Linked DNA regions of Anser cygnoides: region 1 is linked to region 2. A link is a contact called in public Hi-C data. All regions are on one chromosome and are shown on one strand. The core of a region is the stretch at or near the end of the contact, and the rest is flanking DNA. Distances in the headings are between cores, read along the strand shown.

Region 1 (6,405 bases), core at 1,899-4,398, 200 kb after region 2:
GATGGCACTTTCTCTTTTTTTTTCCTGTCCAATCTCAGTCTATGAAATTTTACACCCTGAAGTTTTGAAAGTGATAGGATCTTCCACTCTGCTCACTTTATTTGTACATTTAGAAGATGAACAGTGAAAATTGATAGCATAAGTAAATAGGGATTTGTAAACCCCACCTGGGTGTCTATAGATAAGATTGCTCCCTTCAGACGAAATTCTGGCCCTGGTTGAGATTCTGGCAAAACTTTCACCATCTAAGAGGAGCAAAGTCTAAATCCCCCTCTTGACAAACATCCAGATGTATGAGCTGTAACACTTGTAGCTGTGTTTCCTAGGATTCAAATTCACCAGGTCACAGTTACAGCCATACTGCTGAAGACAACATGTGCTTGTACCCACTGCATACAAAGACATACATTCCTTTCTTGAGGTTAAATGGCTGTAAAGTTATTACATCCATTAGCAGAACTCGCTGTCCTTTAAGATACTATCCAGCATGGTTATGCAACCAAGAAAACATATTAAGAAATCAGAGGACAAAATACATCTGGTTTTGCCATTGAGTACCTTATGGATTTCTTTGTTTAAAATAATACAACTAGCATTTCAGAAAAAAATCCCTGAGAAGCTCCTTCTAAAGGCTCTCCTTTCCTAGCTGACAGCAGAGCAATCCTAAGCAGTTGGCTCAGACATACCCAGCTCTTCAACTTGGCAAGATTGGGTTAGAAGATTGCTGCCACCACGTGAATCTTTATAGGTGTGGATACCTTCTTTGATGATGATGCTTTCTTCTTCTCTTTTTATTTAAGCTTTTCCATTTTCAAAGAGAAAGCTAACATTGTTGAAAAGCTTCAGAGTGATGCTGAAGGCTTTACTTTCACAGCCTGCCTTTAGGCATAGGGCTTTTCAACAGTTTAAAATTCATTTACTCTGTTCGTCGTCTTCTGGCGGAGACCGTGATGCCTGCTTTGCACAAAGCCTCAGCGCAATACACGGGTTAAAGGCTGCAAGAGGAAGCAGGAGCAGAGCTCCAGAGCCAGGGAATCTACGAGCTGTGGTCCTTTAGCGAATGCCACCTCGGCAACCCCTTGCTGACTGGAAAAGTCATCGCTTCTGCAAGAGGGGCAACAGAAGCCTGGTAGAGCAGAACAGCTTGTGAGATTTCTAACATACATCGATACTATTTCTCAGCCTCGTTTGCTGATGCCAGACTTGAGATAGCTGAAAATTAAGGACTCTAAACACGATGTGTTTAGCCCACTCACAATATGGTTTTAACCCACACACAGTCTGGGTTTCTCAACCAGGGAACCGTACCAGCTGCTACTTCTTAACAGGGTAGCTGGCAAGGTAGCACAAACAAGGGCTCCAGAGTGAAAACTGGGCACTACTGAGATGCAGCTGTCACTTTTGCACATCACATCCCTTGGACTTTTACCTAAACCAGCCGCACAACAGAACAGTAATTATGCCACCGATACAATTAGGGATCCAAGGAACTCACACGAAGGAGAAATCTGCAGTTAAAGACCAAGATGTGCTGGCAAGTTCCTAATGATAACTAAGGGTGTGAACCATAAGAGGCTGCAGCTAGTGTGAACTGAGACACGGTGCAATGTGGGAGAGAAAAGAAATTTGCCATTTCTCTTCTCGGAAAGTTTAAAGGTCATGTTCTTGATGGCTTTCATATTTTAGAACTAACTTAAAAGCTGCAAGCATAAGAAGAGCAGCGATCATTACATTTGCCAGCTGCGTTCCTATATGTAGGCAAAATGATGCATTAGCTCTTTGATTTGCTTTGTACTGGAGATCTCCAGAGGAGTTATCACGAAATAACTAACGTTTTACAGAAAACCACAAAGATTGCTAGCTGACAAAGTCATGATTATCACAGATCAAATGTAATTCATAACAAATACCACTTTAGGTTATAATCAAGCCTGAAACTTTTAGAGAAGAGATAAGCTAGCTATTTGGAAGCTAAGTGTTTAAGAAAATAACGTGGATTGCATAATCCCACATAATAGAACCCACTGCAGAAGGGGGTAACTGGTCTTATTGGTGGTAACACAAACCTGATCCACTAACAAATTTGTTTAACTGGAAAATATTAAGGCAAAGTCCAGAGCTCATGTGCATATTACACAAGGTAAATTTCACTCAGCTAGGCAGAGAAAGAAAAAAAAAAAGAAACCAGAGTCACACACAACAGTTGGTGCATGTAAGCATTTTGCAAGCATCCCATGGTTTGCAATTTACTTGCCCAAACTAGTAAGTTTACAAAACACAATTTTGCAGAAGACAAGAATGATTCACAGATGATTCACGGGTACAGAAATGCTGATGTTCGCCAAATTTTTCCTTGAAAAAACTAAAGATGCCCTCAAACCAGTACCGTGAACTTATTCTAAGGATAACTGCCATCAGAAAGCCCAAGCAAGCCCTGGAAGAAGCGAGCTGTGAAGCATCACCTGACCTCGTCAAGCTGCCCGGCGTTATTTCTTCATTTGCTTCTCTTTGAAAAGCTACGGTCACACACGCAAAAAGATCGTACCACGGGACAAAAGCTGAGCCTGATGACAGCAAAGCAGTCAACGAAATTATTAACAGAAACCAAGGGAGCGCAGCGGGGGCAGCGAGCAGAAGGGGCATTTCGCTCAGGGAAGCGAGGAGCGCAGGGGCTGCATTTCAGCACGAAACGGCACCGCGCGGAAACCTGCTGCCCGTGCCTCCCCACCCTGCCGTTCACACAGGGTACCGGAGGCAGCCCGCAGGAGAGGAGCGGCAGCGCTGCTTTCCATCGCAGCACCCCGCCATGAGGACGCCGGTCGGAGGGCAGCCCGGCTGAGCACGGCGGGACCCCGCCGCTGCCCTGGAGGGCCGGGGGCTGCCCGCCCGCCCCCCGCAGCCCCGGGGCAGGGGCTGACAGCCGGGAGCCCGGCGCTCGCCCCGCGGTGAGGGCGGAGCGGGCCCGCGCCCCCCCCCCCCCCCGGCCTCCCCCTACCTGCGCGGGGCCGCTCTCCGGGGACACGCCGCCGCCGTGAGGCCGGGCTGGGCTCCGCCGGGCTCCGCTCGGCTCGGCCGGCGCAAGCGGCGGCGGCGGCCCCCGGCCCGCCCCGGGCCCGGCGTCGGCAGCGCGGGGCCGCCGCCATTGGGCGCTCCCCGGCGGCGCGGGGAGGGGGCGGTGGCGCCGCATTGGGCGGTGAGGGCCCGGCCCGCCCCCGGGGCGGCGGGAGGGCGCTGAGGGGCCCGGCCGCGGGGGACCGGGCGGCGTCAGGGGACGGGACGGCGGCGGGGCTCGGCTCCGTGTCCCCAGCCACCGGCAGCGAAGGCTCCCGCCCGAGGGCAGCCCCCCCCTAACGCCCCTGTGAACGTAAATAATACAGAGGGAACAGCACTTTAGGAATATATAATAAGAATATAAAAGCGGTCTGTTTCGGGGCGTTCAACAGGAATGCTTGAATATGTCAGCACTTGTTTACAACCGGCCCTAGCCACGATTTTTTATACCAATTTCTACAGAGTAATAGGTGCCTCAAGGCTTATAGCATTAGATGGGTAGATTTCACAGCTCAGCTGTCATCCCCAGCTCCTGCATTTGTCAGGATTAATAAAATTGCAATGCCTATGAAACAGATTTTTTTTTTTTAAGTGTTGAGGTGTAGTACTACAGGCCTAATGATACAAATCTAAAGTATTCACTTTATTTCTGTCTTTAAAGATTCCAGATTCCAATGTGCATATGCAAAAGGCTGTATGGAGGCTTTCATTTTTAATCTACTTACTTCAAGACTGTTAAAGAAAGGCAAGTTAAGGAAAAGGACCGGGGTACCACCCACCCCCCAGCAGGGATGCAGCTGAACCCAGCCCTTAGCAGGTTTAGGCAATTACTTCTGGGAGCTGAGGAGGTAGCATCAGAGAGCTTCCTAGAAAACTGAAGCATGCAAGCTGATAAATGTTAATAACCTTAACAGCTGCATGATGGCAGTGTTTAACAGCAGTAATTAACATCAGAGAGCGACTGAAAACACAAATCACACAAGTTTTACAAGAGATCACCTAGGGAGGAAGGCAGTGAAGCACTCCTGTAGAACACTGGGAAATGCTCAGATGACAAGACCAACAGGCTCACGCCATTAGGGTGACCACAGCATGCTTGGCTGTTGAGCATATCTGGTTTGCCCTATCTTGCATTTGTCTTGAAAGGGCTTTCAGCAAGGCCTGAAGGTGTGCGTTACACCCCACCACCCAAAGCAAGGGCCTCGCCATGGGGCAGGTGCGGGACACGATCTGGCTAGCGGGCTGACAGGAGTGCCAGCTTGAGCTGGGCAGGGGAAAACACACAGCTTGGACACTTTCGAACCGTGGCTGCAGACCCTGCACAGTCCTACCCAGCAGCATGAAGTGTTTGTTTCCCAAAGATAATCAAGAAAGGTGGATAGGAAAAGAAAGGTGGACTTCGGATAGCAGCTGTAGTCATTCACACATGTAAATATAGTGACTGACTACTTTACAGCAAGGACAGAGGATGGCTCTGCCCAGGTACAGCTGCTGTCTCTGTCTCTCCTCATAAGTCATTTATGAAACAGAAGTACTATGGATTAGCAGCTCCCCTCTACATTTCTCATCTTTAATAAACCCAAGAGCTAGAACAATGTCACTGACCTCTGCTCCACTGATGTGGGAGAGATCCTGACTAATAACAGAGTCCAAGGGACTCCATGTCTGCCAGTACTGTCCAGGTTTGGTAAAGCCTTGAACCACATTTCTTCCCTCCAGCAACATAGATATCAAGCACGTAAAGACTAGAATCACCCCTAATCCCATTTGTTTTAAATATACACATCACCTGATTTTTTGTTCTTTCAACTTGGCAGACAATTTTAAATTTAAATATTAATATTTCATTATGAAGAGGATACTTAATAATCCATTACACTTTGGAAAACTCTTAACTACCCTATTTTATTCCAATTCAGTCCAATGCAAAACAATGATTCCCAAGCAAATTTCAATGCAGATTTAATTGAATTACATCAGTTCATAAAGTGAGATATATTTCATTGTATTGAATGAAGTGAGGAAATGCCAGCGCGATCTCTGGAGAGTGATGCAACCCTTAGTGACACCCCCACAGAGGCCCAATTCAGCAGTGTACTGAAGCACATCCAGATTTTTTTTTTTTAAACCCACGTGGACCTGTTTCCATGACTAAGTAAATTCATGCTCCACATACCTGTTACTACTGTGTCACAAAGAGTCCAACTTCACAGGCATATTCATGTATGCGCCTCAGCCCGTAGGTTGATATTGACTCCATACACAGAGCAGCAAGATAAAATATACGGGTATGCCAAAAGATTGCTTGTTTAGCCTCCTTACCTTACACACACATGGATGCACAAGAAGTCTTGGCTTCAGTTGACAAAGGCAAGCTTGAAAGATCTGAGAGATGAACACGGCCTGGATATTTGTGTTGCCCCAGTTTTGGCAAGATTAGTTTAAAGCTGATAGACTATCGCCTTCATTTCCCATGCATAGACTGGGCATTTTCCACATGGAAAGAAATTGCTCAGGTGTCCAGGCACCCTTGTTTTGCCATATAACAGCAAACCAAAGTGATCAGTAGCCACAGAGAACACTCTGTGACATGAGCAAATGAAAAGCTTGTAGGACAGTAGTACTACAAGTACTGCGTTCATTGTAGGATTCTGCAAGCGTTAAGTGCTTATAATAAAAGTGACAAGCACAGGAGGAGTTATAGACTTCGCAAACATGTACATTTATGTAATTTGAAAGCTTCCTTCCCTGTAGCTGCAGGAAAATCTTTATGATTTCGCATCTAGAAATCCTGAGGAGACAATATAAATTTATGTTTTATTGTGCTTAAATAAGGAATAGTATTTTTAAATGACAGTCTACCTTTTGTCCTAGTACCTTTCACAGAGAGCTCTTAAAGAACTAATGAGATCCTAAATTTGAAATGTTACAAAGGAAGCTTATTTATAGCTTGCAAAGTGATTTATTTTCCCCCAACTGCTCATTTTCAGTATTTACCACAGAACTTTTTCAGTTTTGAGCCAAAGGAGGAGTAAATATGAGAGCAGTATTTTATGATGCTGAATATACAGAAACATTTAAAAATAATTCCTATCAACCTATGCTTTGGAGCTGAACTAAGAACAACAAATGTAGTGAAGAGCAAACTTCTGGGGGCTTGTAAAGTCAACGTAATATTTAGGCCCCCATCAAAGAAGAAAGAAATTTAACACATACAAGACCTTTTTTTTTTTTTTTAGTATCTTTGTGGAGCTCTTCACTGAACATGCAAGGTATGCCAACCAGAGTAAGTGAACATCGTTAATACACCATCACATTCACTAAAACGGGTAGCTGAGACATACATTAATCAAG
Region 2 (6,253 bases), core at 1,192-3,691:
TTGATGGTCTGTGCCTGCCATATTTTTTCTCAAGTACACAGTCATAATAAATGTTGTTTTGGCAAATTAGATTCTTCAAAATTGCAATAATAGTTTCACGGGAAGCAAATTCTCTTTTCCTCCCAAACTGTGCAGAAAAGCATATGTTGGATCTACTCTGTATGTAGAACATTGCACAGCAGTACCCCATGAGACCTAGAAAAGCAATCTTACATTACGCAACTCATACAGCTTGTCTGAGTTGAACAGTTCTAAGATTAGGCTTAACTCTTATTTCCACCATGTCACATTTATTTCTAGATCCACGAGCCCCAAAATAACATCATTTACAACATTATCTGTTTTGCATTAGCAAAACAGTGTTTTTTAAGGATACCTGAGTAGAAAGAGAAATGTCAGAACACTGAAGTAGTCAGAAGTGTTTTAACTCATTTCAAGATGAAATGGTGTAAGCCAGCAGAATCCCAAAGGCTAGTTATTGCAAATCAGCTGATGGGAACTACATTCTTAAAAATTTCCCAAACTCAAAAGCAACTGAGTCTCTGAACACAACGCTACATGTACCTCTATGGAGATGAATATGGCAACTCATGTCAGAGGAGAGATAGGCACTGATAAAAAGACAATGAAAAACAATAGTTGACTGATATGCTCAAAACATAATTCTGAGAAGTATCTCAATCATAAGAGATGCACAGAAAAGCTATGACACTGTAGGAAAAAAAAGAAAAGGAAAATGAAGATTTACAGCAGAAGAGATCAATGTTTGTTTTCAGCTGACCAAAAATAGCTCATTAAGGTACTGGTCAAAGTACCGAAGAAAGGCTAGTGAGTGAAGGAAACAGAAGAAATGCTATACACAAGGACACTTGCAGAAAACTTTCCATTTACGGTTAAGCAGCATTCCTCTTTGTTCCTGCGAGCAACCTAAGAGGAACTGTAGGCAACTTTTAAGTTGGAGAAGTCTCACTTCAAAAAAAGCAACATCCTCATTTTAAAAGGAACTGCAGAAGTTTCATTTTCGATAAAGAATAAAACCATACAGAAGAAGAAATCTGTACAAATATTCTGCATGGATTTTTGCTGTATTAACTTAAACCAAAAAGAAAGTATTATCACTCTTTCTAAACACCTAAACTGATTTCAGCACACAACCATACAGCCTACCTGACAGTGAGAATTATTGGTTGCTTTCTTGTTTTTTATTGTTATTTTTAGTCTACCTAGACATCTCTCGCACTAAGGAAAACATCAAATCCTGTTGGAACACCGGCGTTTCAGTTTTGTGGGGACTTTCCTGATAAGAGCAAGCACGAAGGCAGCTGACAGTCTCCACAGCAACCGCTCCAGCTCAAGCGAGCAAAAGATGAACTCGGTACACACAACCTCATTACTTCTCAAGGGGTTTTATTTGTTTATCTCCACATACGCTAATCCATCGCTAGGTAACTGTGGCTAAAGCCGCGTTTGGAGCCTTACAGCTAAGGCTGAGCTTGACACAAAAACCTTTATGGCCACAGCAGAAAGGGACAACAGGACAGTCCCTTCCCTTCAGCGCTTCTGCTCGAGCCGCGAGCAGCTTGCAGGCGACAGGCAGGTCACGCAAGACGGCCACATCCCCCCCGCCGTGCTTGCAGGGACCACCGCTGCATCCTACCCTCCAGGCACGGCCCCTGCCCGACCCACACCCGGGCACGGAGGGCGACCCCTCCACACCACTCGCCCAGGTAACGCGCCGTGCCAGCCTCCCCCCGCCGTGCGCCCACCTAACCCTAACCCTACAGCCCACCCCAGCCCCGAGGGACCCCCACAGCCTCCCTCCCTTTCCCTTTATCCCCCCCCACCCGGCGCAGCCCCCCCGCCCTCTCCGCCGCGCAGCCGCCCCCTCCCCAGGCACGCGGCCCCCGCCCCGCAGCACCCCCCTCCCCTCCCCTTACCTCGCCGCTATGGCAACTTGAACTAGCCGCCTTGCCACCGGCGGCCGCGGCCGTCTTCCGGGAGCCCGGGCTCTCCCGCAAGGCTCCATGGGACGTGTAGTCCTCCAGCCGCCTGTCGGCCATGGGGGAGGCATAGCGGAGGACTTCAGCTCCCAAGAGACTTTGCGGCGCGGCCGGCCGAGCCGAGCGGCGGGCGGCGCAGGGGTGGTGACTGAAGGCCGGCCCCGCCCTGCCCGCCGGCCGTTGGCACTTCAGAGGTCGGGGAGGTTGGACTGGGCCCCTTCGCGGGCACGGAGTGGTGTTTATAAAAGCTTGTAAAAGCTTTTACAAAATGCACGTTAACGTTTACAAACATTGACGTTTGCCAAACATGATAGTTAAATAAACAAGAAGAGCCGAAACAAAAACTGTTGCCCTGTCAAAGCGGGTGTACGTGCCACACGCCACGGGCGTGAGGAGACTGACGCCTGGCTGATCCACCTCAAACAGCACACGTTTGTGACAAGGATGATACCTCTGTCCCTCTCCCACAGCTTTTTCTGACTTGCTTCTTTAAGCCAGACATCTCCCTGGTCATAAATGTTGTATCTACTACCCGTGTGTGCAGTAAAAAGGAGCAAAATGCTACAAATTACTGTGCTAAAAATCTTTAAAGAGAGAAAAAGTGCTTTGAATGATCACAGGAAACATTGACTGTGGCTCTGAAACTTGGATGGAGCTTGCAACAGTCCTAAAGTCTTGAAATTTGTCTGCAAGTCACCTATAAGCAAGCACTCAAGCCCAAGGTACCTGCAATCTGATTTTAAACCAACGTGTGTCCGTGCTGCCTTTGGAATCCACTCCAGTGAGCTATCCCAGGCCTCTAAGCACAGTCATAAAGTGTGGCTGATATCCATACCGGCTAGCTTCATTCCTGACCTGCAGGACTGTTTGTTGACTCCCCCACAAGCCTCTAATGCAGCAGGCAGGACTGCATGCTATACAATTACAGCACACTTGAGGAGTGAGACAGGCCCCACACGCTGGCAGCATCCACCAACAGCCCTGACAATTGCTGCTGGCCCCTGCTGCTGTAACTTTGATACCTGAGATGAAGGCAGGTGAGTTACTCTGGAATATAAAACAGAAATGGGATGGTATAACTCATTTCACTGTGAGCTGAAGCATTAGTGAATAATTAGTGAAGAAATGTCATCCCTGGCTTTCAGCACGTGACCATTGCCAAGGCCTTTGCTCAGCAACCTGCAGCGTGGTCAAGTTGTGCTGGCAGACCTAAATACAGGGCAAGAGTCAGAGCTTCTGCTTCTCATCTCATCTCATCTCGTCTCGTCTCGTCTCGTCTCGTCTCGTCTCGTCTCGTCTCGTCTCATCTCATCTCATCTCATCTCAACTCATCTCATCTCAACTCATCTCATCTCACCTCATCTCATCTCATGAGGCTGCATATGGAGGTCTCTGGGGAACATGCCCTAAAACTTCCCAAGCTCTCTGAAAGCTTTCCTCTCCTCCCACCTTTGTACCTGGCAGTGGGCTTGCTCCTCCATAGTCTCCCAGAAGTCATCCATATGCATATTTATTTTCCTGACTCAGTAGTCTCTCAGGCAATCACAGAGTGGTTGAAGTGGTAAGGAGTGTGCCCTGGATGTGGCTGGAGCCAGGAACTAATTTTAAGATATCTATAGAGGAGACAAATAAAATGATGAATTATTTGTTTACTTTTGTAATAAAGATATTAAATCTAAGTGCATAGGATTGCCACAGAATTTCTCTTCAATTTAGGGTATGTGTGAGAAATCAATGATTTAACTACATTATTAAGCTACTGTACCAGGCATGTTTCTAAAGAAGTTTAACTTTTCAAGTGCAGAACACTTTCATGTTATATGAAATCAAAAATATAAATCCCAGCACTCTGTTATCTAAAGCACTGAGTTGCAAGAGTCACTTGACAGTGTTGCTTTTAGAGAGGCCAGCATTTTCTTTTTCTCCTTAAGGCTAGTGCTGCTTGTTTAATGTTGTTGTACCCCTTGACTCAGAAACTTAAGAATGAGCATCCATTTTTAATAAAAGGGAAGATTATTACAAACCAAGACTAGCCATTGGGAATCCAAGGCCTCAGAAACCAGGGGGAAAATCTGGAGCAAGAAAACCAGGAGGAAGTCTGGAGAAAGGAAGACTTATCTTTGGTGGAAAAAGATCAGATAAAGCATACTTGACAGATGTAAGTCCTTGGCCCAAATGGGATGTGCTGGGGGACCTACTGACAGGCTGAGACAACTAGGAGTATTCAGCTCCAGAGGTAACTCCAGAACAGAAGTCTCAAGGGGAATCTTATCAATCTGTATCACTATCTGAAGGGAGGGTAAAGGAGTATTTAGTCTTCAGTCAACTGAGTAGTTTTTTTTTTACAGCTTTTTCATGGCTTTTTTGTGTGTGTGCGTGTGTGTGAAATAAAGCAAAAGGAGAAGCACAAGAGTTCCTTAAGTCCCATAATGACAAAATTCTATTACTGTGTGTTCTTGAAGTTGGAGATAAATTGGTTATACGATGAGAATCTTCAAGAACCCAGAAAACACTCCTTCATGTAGCTAGTCAAACAGTTGGACTGATGACTAATGCTACATCAAAGCAGCATCTCTAATGTATTTTTTTTGACAGAAATTATTCCAAATATCGAAATAGAAAAAGGTAGTATCTAGCATACCTTAGAAATGTCTAGAATGGCTAAATTTGTTGATTAAAAAAAAAAAAAAAATCCCAAGTCTTTATTTCACTCTTTACTGAATGATCCTCAGTTTGAACACTTCCTCACACAGATATTACAAGATTTAACTGTTGACATCTTGTAATCCCTTGGGGAATTTATGTAGAACAGCAATTAGAACTAATTGCTTGTTTGGAAGAACCTGTTGTGGTTTATCTGATTTGCATGTTAAACATATAATCAGTGCAAAGATACCCAAGATACTATATCAGATCTGGCAGCAAAGAGTAATGTTATTTTTTTTTAAATTACCTCCAAAAACAAAAGGAATTCTGAGCCTTACAGTGCTTGGGATAAGTACACGATGAGTGACCATGGCTGTCACTAGAGGGAGTGTCTGTAACAGTGGAAAAATATACTTACCAACTTTTGCCATGGTTAACATAATAGGTACTGGGGGGGGTGGAAGGTAAGCACCAGGAAAACGATTGCAATCTGCAGTTTTACAGCTGATTTCTGTATTATTTGTTCATTAGGACTGGAGCATAAGCAATATCCATTGCTTAAAACCACATCATTTTGTTCTACTCAAGGCATACGGGATTTTGAATGTCTGTTCTTAGGATGTATACATAGCTGTGTATGTACAAATGTGGGTGATACTTTTAATATGCTATGATCTTTAAGCATAAAAGAAAGGAACATTTATTAATAATCTACATGGTATGGCAAGTTGCCAGTCAATCTGAGCTGTTAAATGTCACTTTTCAGAAATGAAAACTACTGATCATTGTTCTTTTCTACCTTCTAAAATATTTGAAGTATTGCCTATGCTAAACGAAACTCTTCCATAATTCCTTCAATGCAGGTTATGTTCGTAATCCTATTTTCCTTATTTACTACCCTCTGAATAATCCTCAGTATTTTTACATTTGCCTCGGCAATTAGTGCACAAACCCAGATAAAGTATTCCAAATAACTATAAATTCAAAGTAAAGTGGAATAATTGAATGATATTCCCACTTTTCTGCCAGGCAGGAGGAGTCTTCTTGCATGTAGTTACCTGCACTTTTCTCTTCTGGATTAGAACCTGTTAAGCTACCAAAGTCATTCTAAAATCTGATCTAGACTTCACACACCTCACTAGCCTGGGGTTATAGGTAGCTTTACAACTGTACTTTTTGCTCTGCCATTCACCAGCCTGTTAAGCAAAATGTTGAACAGAAGAGACAGGAGGCATCATGGGGAAGCTAAAGCATGGCTGCCAAGGTGTGCAGGGCAAGGACCAACAGGTAGGGCCCATACCATCGTGCCAGCCAGGAGCAGGGCAGCTGAGAGCAGCCGCAGCCCCAGGCACTGGGCACCTCCCTGGGGATGAGGGCTGGCAGAGGCCAAGCTGGGACATCAGTCCGCTATCAGGCCGGGCTCACTGAGGCCCGAGGCTAGGATGTTGGGGTCTGGAGACTGGCCTGGTGTGGCATCGCTGGACTGATGTTCCATCCAGCAGAAAGGACCAGAGAGAAGATCAGAGACAATGCGACCTTCTGTATAGGTCCCAAGCACACCCAGGGAAAACAGCCAGCAGCAAGAGCTGCAGGAGTCAGGCCTGGTT

The links. A called contact is a pair of places that touch in the nucleus more often than the background predicts.
Region 1: a Hi-C map of liver shows a contact between it and region 2, with 2.8 times the contacts expected there. The contact joins the promoter of STON2 here to the promoter of CEP128 in region 2. A contact is called at or near these places in 2 of 7 Hi-C or Micro-C datasets (granulosa cells and liver).

What each region holds. Positions count from the first base shown.
Region 1 is chr5:45,554,539-45,560,943 of Taihu_goose_T2T_genome, forward strand. STON2 (stonin 2) reads right to left here and starts at 3,149. Exons shown (of 7, transcript XM_066998168.1): 1 at 2,996-3,149.
Region 2 is chr5:45,353,108-45,359,360 of Taihu_goose_T2T_genome, forward strand. CEP128 (centrosomal protein 128) reads right to left here and starts at 2,442. Exons shown (of 23, transcript XM_048059734.2): 1 at 1,938-2,442. The coding sequence starts at 2,060.